Linked DNA regions of Mus musculus: region 2 is linked to region 1. The links are chromatin contacts, called in public Hi-C maps. All regions are on one chromosome and are shown on one strand. The core of a region is the stretch at or near the end of the contact, and the rest is flanking DNA. Distances in the headings are between cores, read along the strand shown.

Region 1 (7,758 bases), core at 545-3,044:
GGTTTCTCCAGGCCAGGTGCTTCTGCTCTGCTTTCCTTCCACCTCCTCCTCTGTCCTCCATCATCCTCTCTCCCCTTCTATTTCTCTCCCAGAAACTTCAGCTGCATCTTCCCCTCTTTTTTTGCCCAATCACTGGCTCTAGCCTTTATTTACAAATTAAGGTGGGAAGAAGGTTTACAGGAATCAAATGCAATTAGCCCCAGGGCTATCCACAACAGTGATGAACACGCTAAAACACATGTGCAGAATTGCTCATGGGTTTGGGGGCTCAATGCAACCCTGAAGCTGTATTGTAATCTCTGTGATTCAAAACCTTCAGGGGAAGGGCCCCTGTGTTTATAGCTTCCCATGCTGCTGGTCTTCCCCTTACTTGGCCATGGACATCCTGTCTCTGGATCGGAGGGGATGAGCCTCACTCCCTAACTGCCATCTTACTAGATGTCATAACAGGAGATTTTGTCTTTTATTGGAGTCCCAGAACCATGTCATTTAAAATACATCTTAAAAGGGTGTTGGACTAGAATGAGGAGCTGGTGATTTCCATTAGCCTGATCCCTGATGACTTTGTCCCCTGTGTCCCTAGCCATTATGTGAAACTCCATTAACACCTATTTTTAGTGCTCCCTTGAAGACCCATGCCCTTGGACATCCTTTGTCAAAAATACGTCATTAAAATATTCCTGAGTCTTTTAGCACTTCCATTTCCAATAAATTTACCTCACATGTACTAAATTATACTCACGAGTAAATTTCTAATGTACAATTTTTATGAATAAAATTCTAATGTAGTTGCTCTTTTTTCGTCACAAATCCTTCTGAATTTAAAGGAGGTATTTATAAAAGTGTTATAAACTTGTTTTTTTTTAATAAAAAGCCATTAAAATACAGAGCTTACGATCCCAACTTAATTATTTTGCTTCAGTTCTAATACTTTCCTTCATCTTACTTCCAACCCTCCCTTGCAGAACAGGAAAGGACAGAAACAACTTAAAGACAAAGTTCTGTCTGCTCCCATAGCCTCAGAAAACTTACAATAGCTATTTCATTCAATCACACATAAATACATTGGCCCATGAAAGCTGACAGAGCTCCACTGAGCTAACAGTTAAATATTCCAGAATTTTGTAAGCTGACAACTGTTTTAGATGAGGTTCACTAATGGGGGAAAGATGCTCTCTTTTTACTGGATAGTAATAAAATGATGAGCAATATGACCATCAAGGAGCTGATGAGGCAGAGCACATCCTTTGGAATTATGTACTCTAACACACTGTTTGGTACTCTGTGGGGGCCCTCTCAAGAGTGTGATCAGCCTGGCTATACATTGGGCTACAACAATATAAAAATGAAGTAAGTGTTGTTGAGCGGATAAATGCTGAAGCATTGGGAAAAATCACTCCCATGAGAACTTGAAGCAGTCACCTCCAGACTAAGAAAAACAATGTGTTGCTGAAGATTTTCATATATATATGAAATATATATATATGTATATATATATATGTATATATATATATATATATACATATATATATTAAACTTTGGTTCACTTATGGATGAAGCCTCATGTTCTTTTCTTTGAGCCTTTGTCTTGGTCTCTTTGTTGATGACCAGTCACTTGAACTTCTGCCCAGTGGCCCGCCCATGAGTCAGAAGTATCTATGAGGTTGGATGAGTGTCTCATTGAGTTTCAACTTGGAGGAGTGACATTTGTCCGACTCCTAGTTCTGTATTAGTCACTTGCTACATACTTTGCTCATATGAGCTCATTAGCTCACTTCATCCTCTAAAAATGTGATGTAGGCAAATAAGACTCAGAGAAGAGCGAGATGACTTAGTAAATGATACATGGCATTCATGACTTGAGTTTCTATTATTCAAGAGAAACTCATAAGAAAAAAGTGTGGTATTTAATCTTCCAGCATGCTTCAGAGGGCACTTACCCAGAGGCAAAGCCCTGCCTATCGCAGGATGAACGTGATAATGAAGAAAAGATCATTGACTGGGGTTTTCATGCTTCTCTTTAAACTTCACATTCATCCACACTTGAGTCATGAGGAAATAATTATAATTTAATCATTTCTTAAAGTAATCATCAATCTGATATGCATGCCTGTGGAGTGCTCAGCAGCCTGATGAGCAAGACTTCGGTCTGAGTTTAGTACCAAACCTAGAGTGTTTTTTTCTGATGAATTCTTTTTCAGCCCATTTCCCCATTTACCCTCTTTCAATATTGCCAAACAGACATCTAAGTTACCGAAAGCACACCGGCCAGACGAAGGGAATGGGTGTGGGATGAGTGAGAAACTGAAGAATCTGAGGCCTAGGGTGGGAACGTAGGAAGGCAACACTAGAGACTAGAGACTCTTCAGAAGCCCACTGGGTTTTCAGCAAGTTTAACTCTTTCAATAAAAAAGAAAAGTGAGAGGGTGAAAAAGACAGGACATGAAAGAATAAAGGGTTCAGAGTCCAGCTGGTAAGAAATCATGTCTTTGAGTTCAAGAAGAAAGGAAAGAAGCAGACAAGATCTGTTTCCTACACAACCCATCCTTATCCTCCCACAAGTCCTCTCCTTATCCTTTTCAATGGGACTGGGAAAGTGGTCAGAAGTGAAGGGCTCAGAGGAACTCTACTTGCTGTAAGGCCTATAGCCCAGACACTCATGTTCAGTTCATTTTTGTATCACTTATGATTCCTAGGACGAAGTGTGGGTGGTTCTGATTCCCTGAGGACTTCCTCTGGCCTCTGTGGCTTCCCTCTAAGAAGACTGGAAGTACTGGGACTGGCATCCATCATCTGTCTACTTAAGGAACCTTGATGAACAAATGCAACAGCTCCCACCCTCACTAGGATAATTCTTTCACTTTCTACATTGGAAACAAGATCTTACTTTCCAATTTGTTTATCCATCCCTTTCCCTCCATCTTGGCCTCAGTTCTACTCTCCCTTGCCAGTTTTATTGGATCATTTCATCAGCTGCTTCTTTTAAAACCCCTACCTTGAGATCTGCTTCAGAAAAACAAAAACAAAAAACAAAACAAGACAAAGAGAAATTAAAGCTTAATTCAACTGTCACACAATGGGTTAATAAAAAAAAATTGAGACACCCTCCCCCCCGCCAGAAGACACATCTGACAGTTATCTCCCAGTGACGGCAAGGGATCAATCCAAAAGCCAATGGCAGACCTATATTTTGGTTCCCAAATCCTTAGGCATCACATGATATGTAGAGACAGGACAGATCCACATAATGTTCCTTATTTGTTTGTCTGTCTGTCTGTCTGTCTTTGGGTGCATTCATGTTTCTCGTTGAAATATAGCAAGCTAAAGGTCACAACGATGCCCAGGGATTTGGGCACGAATTATGGAGTATCGCATGCCTCTTAGATCAGTAACTTTAAAAATGTAGTATACTGTCCAAATACAATTTGGATGAGACAAGACTGTGAGTCGTGTGGCCTTGAGAGCTGGCATACCATCAGAAGCAGGAGGGCGGCAGTCATCAGCTGATGCGACCTTCCCCTTGTGATCTTTATCCTTATCCTCAGGGCTTGGTTTGGGAGGAGAAAAAAAAAAAAACAGTTCAACTTTAGCTTTGAATTACAACACTATTTGAAGCAATATTTGGAGGAAGCTGATGTCATTGCCTGACTTACTGTCATTCCAACAGCCCTGCCTCCTGTAAACTATTTTTCACATACTGATTTGGTTGTGCAAAGGGGGCTACAGTGTGATAAGAATGTTTGCAGATCCTTGGCTATTCTTGCTATTAAGAGGTAGAATCCAATTGCTTTCTCCTTGAATTTGAACTTGAGCTTGTAAATTATTTAGTAACAGGATTTTGCAGAAGTGATCTGAGACATCCGTGTTTATACGATTTTAGAAGCTTTGCAACTTTCATCTCAGTCACTTGGAAAGCAGCTACCATGAGAAAGCCCAAGCATCCTCGAGGAGAGGATCCAAGGTATTTAGTGGACAACCCTGGCTGAATTCCCAGTCAGTTAGAAAAGCACTTGCAAGGCCTTGGAAACACATTCTCCAGCCCCAACAAGCTGCCTCACTTCTGGTTCTGAGTTTATAGTTCAAGTGACCTGTCTGTTGAACACACTTGAAACAAATTCATTAACAAACCCAACAATTTGAATTCTTTTATGCCACTAGGTTTTGATATAGTTTGTTATGAAGCTACAAGTTACTAAGGTAGCAAACACAAGAGCAATGCTGATCTCTTAAAGAATGGAACAGATTAGTGACAGCGACAGGAACTGAGACAAAACGCAAAGATGGCATTCCTTACATGTTCCTCCTTTATTGCAATAATTTGTCCTACACAAAAAAAGAGATGAATTTAAGGAACAGTAGGTTTTAAAGATGTCTTTCAGTTGTTGGTTTCTGTTACAGATGTTATACCAGACATGGTTTGATTAATGGAGCCACTCAACATGGCTCTGGTAACCCATAAGTACCTATTGGTAAAGCAAATGTTTAGCTCTCTATGGCTGTTGTATACCTGTTTAAAAAGACCAGGAACTAGCTATTTATAGAGCATGGACGAAATCCAGATGGCTGTATTTACAGTATATAGTTACTCCCATTCCTCTACATATTGTCTATGACTGTAATTGTACTCCAACTCTAGAGTAGCCTCGCTAGCCAGCCTATATCACCTTCTAATCCTACATTACTTATTATTCCCTTACATAAAATGTTTCTGAAGCACAAGTTAAGGCCATTAGAAGCAGTTTGCCTTCAGAATGAATAATATTGTAACCATCACTATCCTACCTTAGGTCCATTTCAACTTGATATCCCTGTATCATAATTGAGTACACAGGGATCGTAGGTGTGTATCCATCCCCTCAGACACCATGCATGGATGATAGCACTCACTGTGCCTGATGAGCACAATGAAATAACTGATGTAGATATGCTGCTGAGATAACACAGGGATTTGTCAGAGACCATGGGTACCTGAGTCATCTCTTTCTCAATGAGCTTAGCTTGGCTCTTAACCTATCTATCTTCTACTTAGTAATGAAAAGGTTGAGAAACACATTCTGAAACACTCAGGGGCTTATCACCAGTGAATGTATAGACGTCTAGTGGTTTTAAGAATGCTAGTAGGGAGCTAGAGAGATGGCTAAAAGCACTGAGTGCTCTTCCAGGGGTCCTGAGTTCAATTCCCAGCAATCACATGGTGGCTCACAACCATCTATAATAGGATCTGATGCCCTCTTCTGGTGTGTCTGAAAACAGTTACAGTGTACTCATATAAATATAACAAGGGGCTGGTGAGATGGCTCAGTGGGTAAGAGCACCCGACTGCTCTTCCGAAGGTCCGGAGTTCAAATCCCAGCAACCACATGGTGGCTCACAACCATCTGTAACAAGATCTGACGCCCTCTTCTGGAGTGTCTGAAGACAGCTACAGTGTACTTACATATAATAAATAAATAAATTTTAAAAAAATAAATAAATATAATAAATACATCTTTTTAAAATAAGTATGCTAATACATCTTCTTTAAGGACAAAGTAACAAATTTCTACCATCTGTGGTACTTCCTACCACAGAGAAGAAAACATAAGGGCCCTTTTAGATTTAGGAAAATTAATTCATTTACTGTGATAAAAGGTTATCATTTTTTTGAGTAAAATCCAGAACTATGGAGTCTCTATTGCGGCTCAAGGTTACCATGTTAGATGTTTTAACACCCGGATCCAGTAAATCTGGTGGCACTAAAGGTCTCTCTGTGTGACAGCAATACTGCATGGAGCCATTTCCCTGTAAGCAAATCACAAAATAGATGCCAGAATAGATATTTAGAATTCAGGAGCAATACTATGGCAGTAGTTTTGTTTGGTTGGTTTGTTTTGTTTTTTCAGAAAATCTATCCTTTCTTTAGATATCATTTGATACTGGAAGCTTGATCTGGAACCATAAAGTTACAATATAACCCAAATTTCCCATTATGAGCTAAGCATTATTGAGCCCAGCATGTATCTACATAGAGCATGAACAGTATCATTTCATTATCAATGGGCATGGAATACACTCTCTCAAGCCCAAGCCAATCAATAAGCACTGACCCACAGACCCATTGTCTGCTCCAATATGTCTTAGAACCTATACCTCTAGAGTCATGGGAACTTCTTGGGGACTAGTCATTGAAAAACAAATTAACCCTGTTTAAAGAAAGCTTTGCATACTAGCTTGTCATCCAGAGTGAAAGGCTACATCATTGTATCTCTACTCTGTGATGATCCAGAAAAAGAGGTAAAGGAAAGACATTCCAGTAGGCAGAACTTTGCATCTCATTGTTGATTTTTTTTTTCTAAACACAGAGAGGAGCAACAATATGAACCTACATTGCTTTATGGGCAGCAGTGACAGTTTTCATTGCTTATTAAAGACTTTAAAGAAACATGGCAGAGTAAATCAGATTGGAAAGTTTTGAAACGAATGCAAGGAATCAGTTTCTCCTAGTGGGATGGATTGTTGCCTGCCCACCAAGACACGGATTTAGGATAGAAGTATCTTAAGACTAGATAAGCTTAGCCATTCTGTCAGCCTCCCTTCTCTATTGATCAATGATCTTCTGATCAAAGTCCCCATGCTGGTCAACATGGGGTTGCAATTAGGCACATGATTGTCTACTCATCAAAGTCTAGTTGGGTTATAGCAACTAATACATGTCCAACCAACTCCAAATGAGGCAGCACTCATTTCCTGGACTAGCAAACCACCCTCTGGGGGAATTACTCAGCTATCTGATGACAAAACCACTTCTATCTTGGAGGGCAAGTTTCTTCTCATTTCATAGAAACTGACTTTTCATATGGGTTTGTCTTTCCTACTAAACACCTTGCCAAACCCAGCAATTGGCCACTCAGAGAGTACTTCTTATACACCACCACGACATACCACACTATGCCTTTAAGGAACCTCCTTTGTGGTGAATTGTGTATGGAAACAGATTCATGTTCATTAGTCCTACCATGTTATCTATCACTTTCAAGCAGTAGAAAGGCAGAGAGTTCTAACAAGTCTACTGCTATGCTGGACGAATGGAAATATGTTACAGGGCTAGAGTAATGTCCCCTAAGAAGCAATAAAGTCAGAGTCATCAGTCAGTATATGTTGTTGTTTCTCCTTGTCAATGGAGTTTAATAAACTCTATTAGTTATTAATATGACCCACTCAGCCTGCCAGTAACTGAGGCAGAGTCCTATGGATTTATTTAATCAGCTCTTGCGCAATTAGTGGGGGATTACCCCTAATCTATTTTTCAAATGCTAGACTGGCTACTTCCCCATCACCTCTCCCCAAATACTTCCTGTTTGAGTCTCTCCTGAGTTACTTCTGCTCCAGCAATCTGTCCTTTGCGGGGGAGGGGGACTATTCACTCAGGCACCTGCTCCTGGTCCATCACATCTAATGGAGACCTTCTGTCTTCTCCATCTTCATTTTCTTACTCATTTTCCCTCCTACCTGCTACCCCCCAGCCCCAGTAAATGGAAACGCTGCCTCTTTCTATTCTCCTCAGTAACTGACTGTAGCCATTTTTACTGAACCAATATTTTAAATTGGGGAGCAAGGTTTTCATAGCATCATTTGATGTTAGGATCAGCTGGGGGGTATAAACCAGATCTTGGGGCCAGTATTTATCATTTGAATACATAGCAGCACCAGACCAACCCCCAACACTTATCTAAGAATACTTAAATGCAGGAATCAAGGGACAGAAACAGGACAAACGTC
Region 2 (6,935 bases), core at 1,689-4,188, 86 kb before region 1:
ACAGAACAAAACATCTCAGGAAAAGCGGCACCACTTCCTCTGCTGGGGCTGACTGTCCCTGCTGTGAGCGTTCTCTGTAGCCCCAAGCGGCAACTTCTCCTTTCTATGCTTCAGTTTATATAAAACAAGAGCAATCTTTCTGTAGTTCAAGCTTATTTTGATTCAATGCCATGATACAAATGCAATTTCCTATAACATTCCAAAAATCACAAAAATGCAATGGATAACCAATGTTCTCATCCTCAAACCAGTTCCCCTGCGTGTTAGATACATGTTTTTCTGTAATTGTTTTAACGTCTTTTTGTACAGTTGAGTATCCTTTGAGCTATCTCCCGTGTTTTCTAAAGAAGTTATTAAAAGTAGCTGTCCTCTTCCGTGCCACAGAGGCAGACAGAGGCATGAGACCCACAGAGAGTATTCTGAGGACGCCCAGAGCTGTTACTTGTTTCAGAAATAGTCCCAGCTCCTGACCTACACCATGGCATTTGTCTCTTCCCCTCCCCCAACCTTTATTTGGCTCTTGCTTCCATTCCAATCACTCTACAAATGTATTGGCAAGAACAGAGAGCAGGGTACTTGTGATCTATATGCGTAGACCTCTTGACAGTCTATTAGTAAAAAATAGCTCTAGTTCACTGTTGTGTCCCCATGAGGGGGGCACATGAGCGAGATTGGGCACACGATCCAGCAGGTTTGATCCACAGGCATCCCAGATGTTCCCAGCACCTGTGTGCTGTGTGCAGATGGTTGTGTAGTGAATGTGGCACCCAGAAATGTGCACCCAGGTCCACTGGCATTCAGCAAGGGGGATTCCCCTCTGCAGGAACTGACTGTGACTTGGAAGGTAGAGTGGAAAGTCTGGAGGCACAGGTCAGAGACAGTATGAAGTAGAGATAGCTCCCAGGGCTCTGCCTGCCAGCTCTGCCTCCCTGTGGGAAGGGCATGTGTGACACAGAGGCCACCAGAGTGTGAGAAGGGTCCTGCTGAGGTGAGAAGAGAGTGCATGTGCCTACATTCAACATATGAAGTCAACATTGGCCAACATAACCAGAAAAATCTACTAAAGACCCCACAGAAGTATCCAAGGCAGAATTTGTAGTGACTTCTGTTAAGAGACTTATACATCCAATTTGTGGAGGGAGGGTGAAGCATAAAATTATATAACTAAGAAAAAAACTACAAGACAATGTAAGTAACAAATTGAAATGCAGAATTACAATGAAGTAGAGTTCAAAAGTGGATCTGAATTATTGAGCAAGTTTTCATGGATAATTTACACTGTGGCCTAAAATTTGTCGCTCTTACGTGATTCCGGTGTCTTCTACTCCTATACAAATAGTTCATGTTTAATTGTTATGATCCCTTGTCCTTTAGGCAAACCAGTCTTACAAAAAGTATCCTGTGCTCTGATAATCCCTGCCATCATCCCAGTTTCATCAGGCTACTGAAGGAGGATCCCTTGAGCCTGTATTCCAGGCAAGCCTGGGTACCATGACAACATCCTACCTTTAAGAAGAAAATAATCAAATTCCCAGCTGCAGAGTTTTGTCAAAGGCACAGATATTCGAGATTAGTCCCTACAGCCCACTTCCATATGCCAAGAGTGGTGGTGCACATACACTTGTAATCATGGAGCTGGGGAGGTGGAGACAGTAGACTCCTCGGGCCTGCTGCCCAGCCAGCCTTGCCTAATTGATGAGAGATTTCATGTAAAAACAAAAAACAAAAAACAAAAAAAGCAAAAAAAACCAAAATAAGATAGGCAGCTATCTGAGTAATAACGCCCAAGGTTATCCTCTGTTCTCTGAATGAACGTGCTTACACATGCACCTGAACACACACACACAAACACACATTCCAAGATGCAGAAATAGATGAACACCACCCCCTCCCCCAAAACAAGCAGACCCTTTTGTAGAAAAATAACTAGCCTAAAGACTAAAGCAGAAGTCTCTTGGGCAGAAGTCTCTTGGAATGATTAAGGTGACACTATTTTGATATTGACATTCTATCGTCTGTAATTCCAAATGATAGCCAGGCATCAGACTGCCTGATCCTCTTGGGTCTTTAGCAAAAAAAAAAAAAAAAAAAAAAAAAAGCCGTCTTAGCAGTGTGCCAGTTCCAAACTGGGTTATCAAAGCGGGGAAATGATTTGGAATGTGTCCAAGGGATAGCACCACTTATAGGCTCCCACTGTGTAAGGCCTGCCCCCGCACACTAGGACAGAGCACAGTAGAACTTTCTCAAGCTGCCACCATCCTTGGGGACAGGACAGTCCCAGCTCCATCGACTGCTCCCTGCTCCTGGATTCTCTGATTACATCAATGTGAGCGACTCATTCCAGCCTGGGTAGGAAATGAAAAAAAAAAATTCGTTTAATGACTCTGGTTTTGAAATTCATTCTGATAAATCAACTCCTGCAGAAGAGTGTTCCTCTTTCATCATGAAAATGGAACCCAGGAAGGGGACAATGTTTTATTTTCTCAAGGACAGACTGAAATCCTAATGTTTCTAGGAGTTTCCCAAATAATCACAAGGTCACACGTAACAAAGGCTGACAGGAGACACTCGCCTGGGACTACTGAAAAAGACAGCTCTCCTCCAGCCAGATGGGTCTGTCCCCTCTCCTTCCCCCCTTTGGAAAAAAAAACTCCATATTAACACTCTTTGAGATAGTGCAAATTTATTATTCTGACCAAAACTAACTGATTCTTCAAGGAGCTTAACACAGCTGTCAGTGTGGGCATGGGAGTTACTGTGTTGAAATTCTGTTGCTGACAGTGAGTGTTCACAAGGTGAGCATCTATTATAAGCTGGGCTTGGGACCCTTCCTTTTCTCAGACCTATTTTTAGTGGACTCATGTGATACATGGCCCTTGCACCTGTCAGCAGCAGGCTCAGCCAGCAGCTACCACCGGCCTGCCTGTGCTGTTACTGTACTTGTGGGCACATGAGGTCACCTGGGTTGGGGCTAGGGCTATATGAAGATCACTGTGACCCGTGGCCTTCAGACAAGGACACCCATGCTGCATGCTCTTGCCCAGCAGCTCAGACTCAAACTCTGACTTCTCGTGGCAGTACTTACAACTGCTTTCCAGGAAGGAAAAAGGTTTTCCAGTTTGTTATTTAAAATAAAAGTTGACAACCATGCAATGAATGCATAACCATACACGCATTTATGTGCAGTACACATGGAAGATTTAAAATGATGTGCAAACCTGACAGGTACAGGCTAGACAGAGGAGGAGCAGAGAAGGCTAGAGAGATTCCTGGAACCTTCACCCCTCAAACTTAGGTGTTGCTTAATTTTTTTTTTTTTTTGGTTTTGTTTTGTTTCATTTTGGTTTGGTTTGGTTTGGTTTGGTTTTTAGAGACAGGGTTTCTCTGTGTAGCCCTGGCTGTCCTGGAACTCACTTTGTAGACCAGGCTAGCCTCGAACTTAGAAATCCACCTGCCTCTGCCTACCGAGTGCTGGGATTAAAGGTGTGCACCACAACGCCTGGCTGCTGAAAGTTTAACAACTAGAATGCCTCCATTGTCACTGTGAAAGTTTTTTTTAAGCTGCTGCTGCCAAATCTGATTTATATTATTGTTTTAAGGTTAGAAAAAAAAGGTGAGAAAGAGGAGGACTGGAGAAAGAGAAGGACAGCAAGTGACAGGAGAAGGAAGGAAGACAGAAGGGAGGAAGAGAGGAAAGCAGGGAGACAGGGGTCAGGGAGGGAGGGAGGGAAGGAAGATGAACAAAGAGAGAAGAGCCGAGGTGGTGAGAAGAGAAGGCTTGCATGTTCAAGAGTCAAGTTCATACTCTCAGTGCATACATCATTAGAAACATATATAATAAACAATGTCAACAAACAAACTTATAGCACTTTGTAAAATGGCATTGCACAAATACTATAGTATGTAGAAGACTGCAAAGCAACTTGGCCTTACCAGCAAATCAACTCTTCACCCAACCAGTTAAGGTTCAGCCCTCCTTTGTGCCTTTTCCTTTGCTCACATTCTTTCCTCTTTTATAGGAAGCAAGGCATAGCAGAAGAAAGAGGGTGAGAGCACCCCACACATACATGTACACACAGACACACACACAGACACACACACACACACACACAGAGACATACAGACACACAGACACACAAGGACCATTGATACTTACATCTCTGAGTCTAGCACTTCTCTTGAAAGCATTATTAGGGAAAGGAGGAGATTGTAATCTGGGTACCAGCTGGTTTTTGAGATCCCTTCGCACATGGATTGTGTACAAGTCAATCTGAAAGCTGCAAGAGGTACACAGGGAAAACAGTCAGAACAGCAGCTATTATTTACTGAGAGTTAATGTGCTTCTAATGTGCTGAAAGAGCAGCCTGCATTTCCCTCTCACATCATCCCCACAGAGCAGCGAGAATGATTTTTTTTTCCATGTCATTTGTTTTAGGGAGCTTGGAATAGACCCAGAGCCTTATGCATACTAAGCCCACGTTTTACCATTGTTCACTCTCGGCTACTGCAAAGCATAGAGACATGAGGGAGCTTCCTCAAGCTTGTGAAACATAGTCTGAGCCAGGGCCAGAATTTTATTAGCCTTGACCACATAGTCCAAGCTCTTAGCTGTGAACACGTGGGCCCAAAGGGGAACCTCGGTTATCCTGTGCAATTTACCCACATGGAGAAGTTGTGTTAGTCTACTTCAGAAATCACCCAGGTACTCTGTGAGGTTTGCAGAAGGGTGGTACCAACAGATATTAGACCACTTTCCCAAGGATGATGAACAGACAGCTGCCCATCACCTGTCTTGATCCCATCCCAGAGACAGCTGTGCTAGATGGTCCAGCATGGGATAAATCTATCCATCTTGCTGAGAGTGAGAGTTGTCTCAGCCGTCCAGAGTTGTCACTAGGGAAGTTCATTTAAGGTTCTAGGAACAAAAGCTCTAAATAAGGACTTGCTATGTGCCAGGAAGGGGCTCATAATCTTCACATTATCTCCTGCATGCCCGCCCCTCCGGATCTATATGGCTGAGTCATCTCAATCAGAATTGATGACCCATGGGATATTCTGTCTTAGAAATGTTTCTGTTGGTGGTAGCCTCTGTACATTTCTCCTGTTGTTGTGGTTTTTTTTTTTTTTTCCTATATTGCTCACGGTGTTTGTGCAGCTGCCTAAGAACTAGATATGCAATCAGGGTGGTGCAATTAGATGCATTTCTTATCATGGAAGGAAGAAAATGCCAACTCAAATTTGATGCAATTTTCAAATGCTCCATGATACAAAATGATAAGTTCACTTAATTGATGTGATCTTAATTGGAGTCACAGGGGAAACTAAAAGGCACACTGAGTTCGGTTGTTTGTGTTTTTAATAGCACTGTTTGCTGAGATTGGACCATTATCTCCCTCTGATTCCCCAAATGATGGAGAGTTTATATTTCTGGAGTTTAATGAGAAGGGAATGCCATGGTACAGCACTTTTTCCTAACTTTTTTCTGTTGTGCTTTTGTTCTTAGAATATTTGGATTTTTATGGGCTGTATACTAAAGCTGAGCCACCATGGAAAGTCCTTAAGACAACTCTGTTCATATCCCAGTGATTAGAAACACAGAGATTCATGTTAATTACTATCAACTGGTGACATTTGCTCTTTTGCTAAAACTGTATTCAAGCAATCAATATTTGAGGCCAAACCATCTCCTTGAAATTGTTATTTATAATCATAGAAGGACCAGTGAACAACACTGAATTCCTGCTCCAATCTCGCCCTAGTCAGAAATAGGAACAAGAAAAACAACATGTAAGATCCTGGGATAGAAATATACTGTCGGTGGGGCAGGGACCAGATCAGAAGGCATATTTGAACCAGGAGTGGTCAACAAATTTAGAGAATGAGGCTGAATTTTACCAGGATGAATGTGAGTGTCTACAGTAGCCCAGGATGACAGAGACATAGTTTTGCCTTGAGCACGTCTTCTCAAGTTCCTCCAACTGAACTTTTACATATCGCCTCCATTTTTCATAGCTAAAATTTTTTAAAATTGTACATTTCAAAAAGGTTTTTTTTAAAGGAATAATTAGACCCATGTTTGATGGTATGTCCCTGTAATCCCAACACTTGGGAGGCTGAGGTAGGGAGATTGTTGTAATATTAAGGCCAGTTTAGGCTAGATAGTAAGCCTGAGACTGACCCGGATTATAGAATAAGACTATGTTTCAAAAATAAAAGAAGGGGAGAAGAGAAAGAAAAAGGATGAGTCAGGCAACATAGTTTATCAATAAATACACGATGTTTTACATTTCTGACAAGCGCACATTCTATAAAGCACCTTCCTCCAAGGATGTGACTTTGTCCAATGTAATGTAATTTAACCCATTGAAAATATTTAGCTTTTAAACACGTCCAGTTCCTCACACTGGGTAAGATACAGACTGAAGTAGACTTTAGCCAAATCTTGACATTTAACAAGATCTCTTCAGTGAAGTTTTGGGCTGGTCATCACTAATAACACCACCCATAGGTAAGTGAGAACATATCAAAGACAACTAATGCGCTTTCCAAATGGAATATGGGAGCACAGATAATCCCCTTCACAGTGTCCTAGTGTTTCTTAACTTCTTTTGGAATAGCCATGGACCCTAGCTATCTATGTTCAATGATATGGAAGCCATAAACAAAGACATGATATAACACTCAGAATAGAAAACAGCTTTGCCTTGGAAGAACAGTGGATGAGACAGGAAGTCTGTTTTGGTCCTAGCTTGTCACTAGGAATATGACTCTGAAGAGTTCCTCAATGTCCCTGGTTGTTTTATCCAAATTCTGGAGGAGTCACGTGTATGAGTCATCCCCTCTAACAATCTGAATTCTTTTGGAACTATGAAACAAGACTTGACTTCCCTGGGTGTACTCTGACTCAGCTAAGGAGTCCTGAAGGGAGAGTCCAG

What was found. A called contact is a pair of places that touch in the nucleus more often than the background predicts.
Region 2: a Hi-C map of muscle stem cells shows a contact between it and region 1, with 2.0 times the contacts expected there. The contact joins two enhancer-like sites. A contact is called at or near these places in 1 of 15 datasets of contacts at CTCF or cohesin (the NIH/3T3 cell line), 11 of 484 Hi-C or Micro-C datasets (the AML12 cell line, the C2C12 cell line, the HL-1 cell line and 7 more) and 1 of 115 datasets of contacts at active chromatin or transcription factors (double positive thymocytes).

The regions. Positions count from the first base shown.
Region 1 is chr1:184,079,092-184,086,849 of GRCm38.p6, reverse strand. No RefSeq gene overlaps it. Among named protein-coding and RNA genes, the nearest start is that of Dusp10, 49 kb to the right of the region's middle. Within about 2 kb of position 1,794, at least 28 of the 459 cell types and tissues checked have an H3K27ac peak or open chromatin away from gene starts, as enhancers often do. A contact at or near this core is called in muscle stem cells, where this site is marked.
Region 2 is chr1:184,167,069-184,174,003 of GRCm38.p6, reverse strand. No RefSeq gene overlaps it. Among named protein-coding and RNA genes, the nearest start is that of Dusp10, 140 kb to the right of the region's middle. Within about 2 kb of position 2,938, at least 13 of the 459 cell types and tissues checked have an H3K27ac peak or open chromatin away from gene starts, as enhancers often do. A contact at or near this core is called in muscle stem cells, where this site is marked.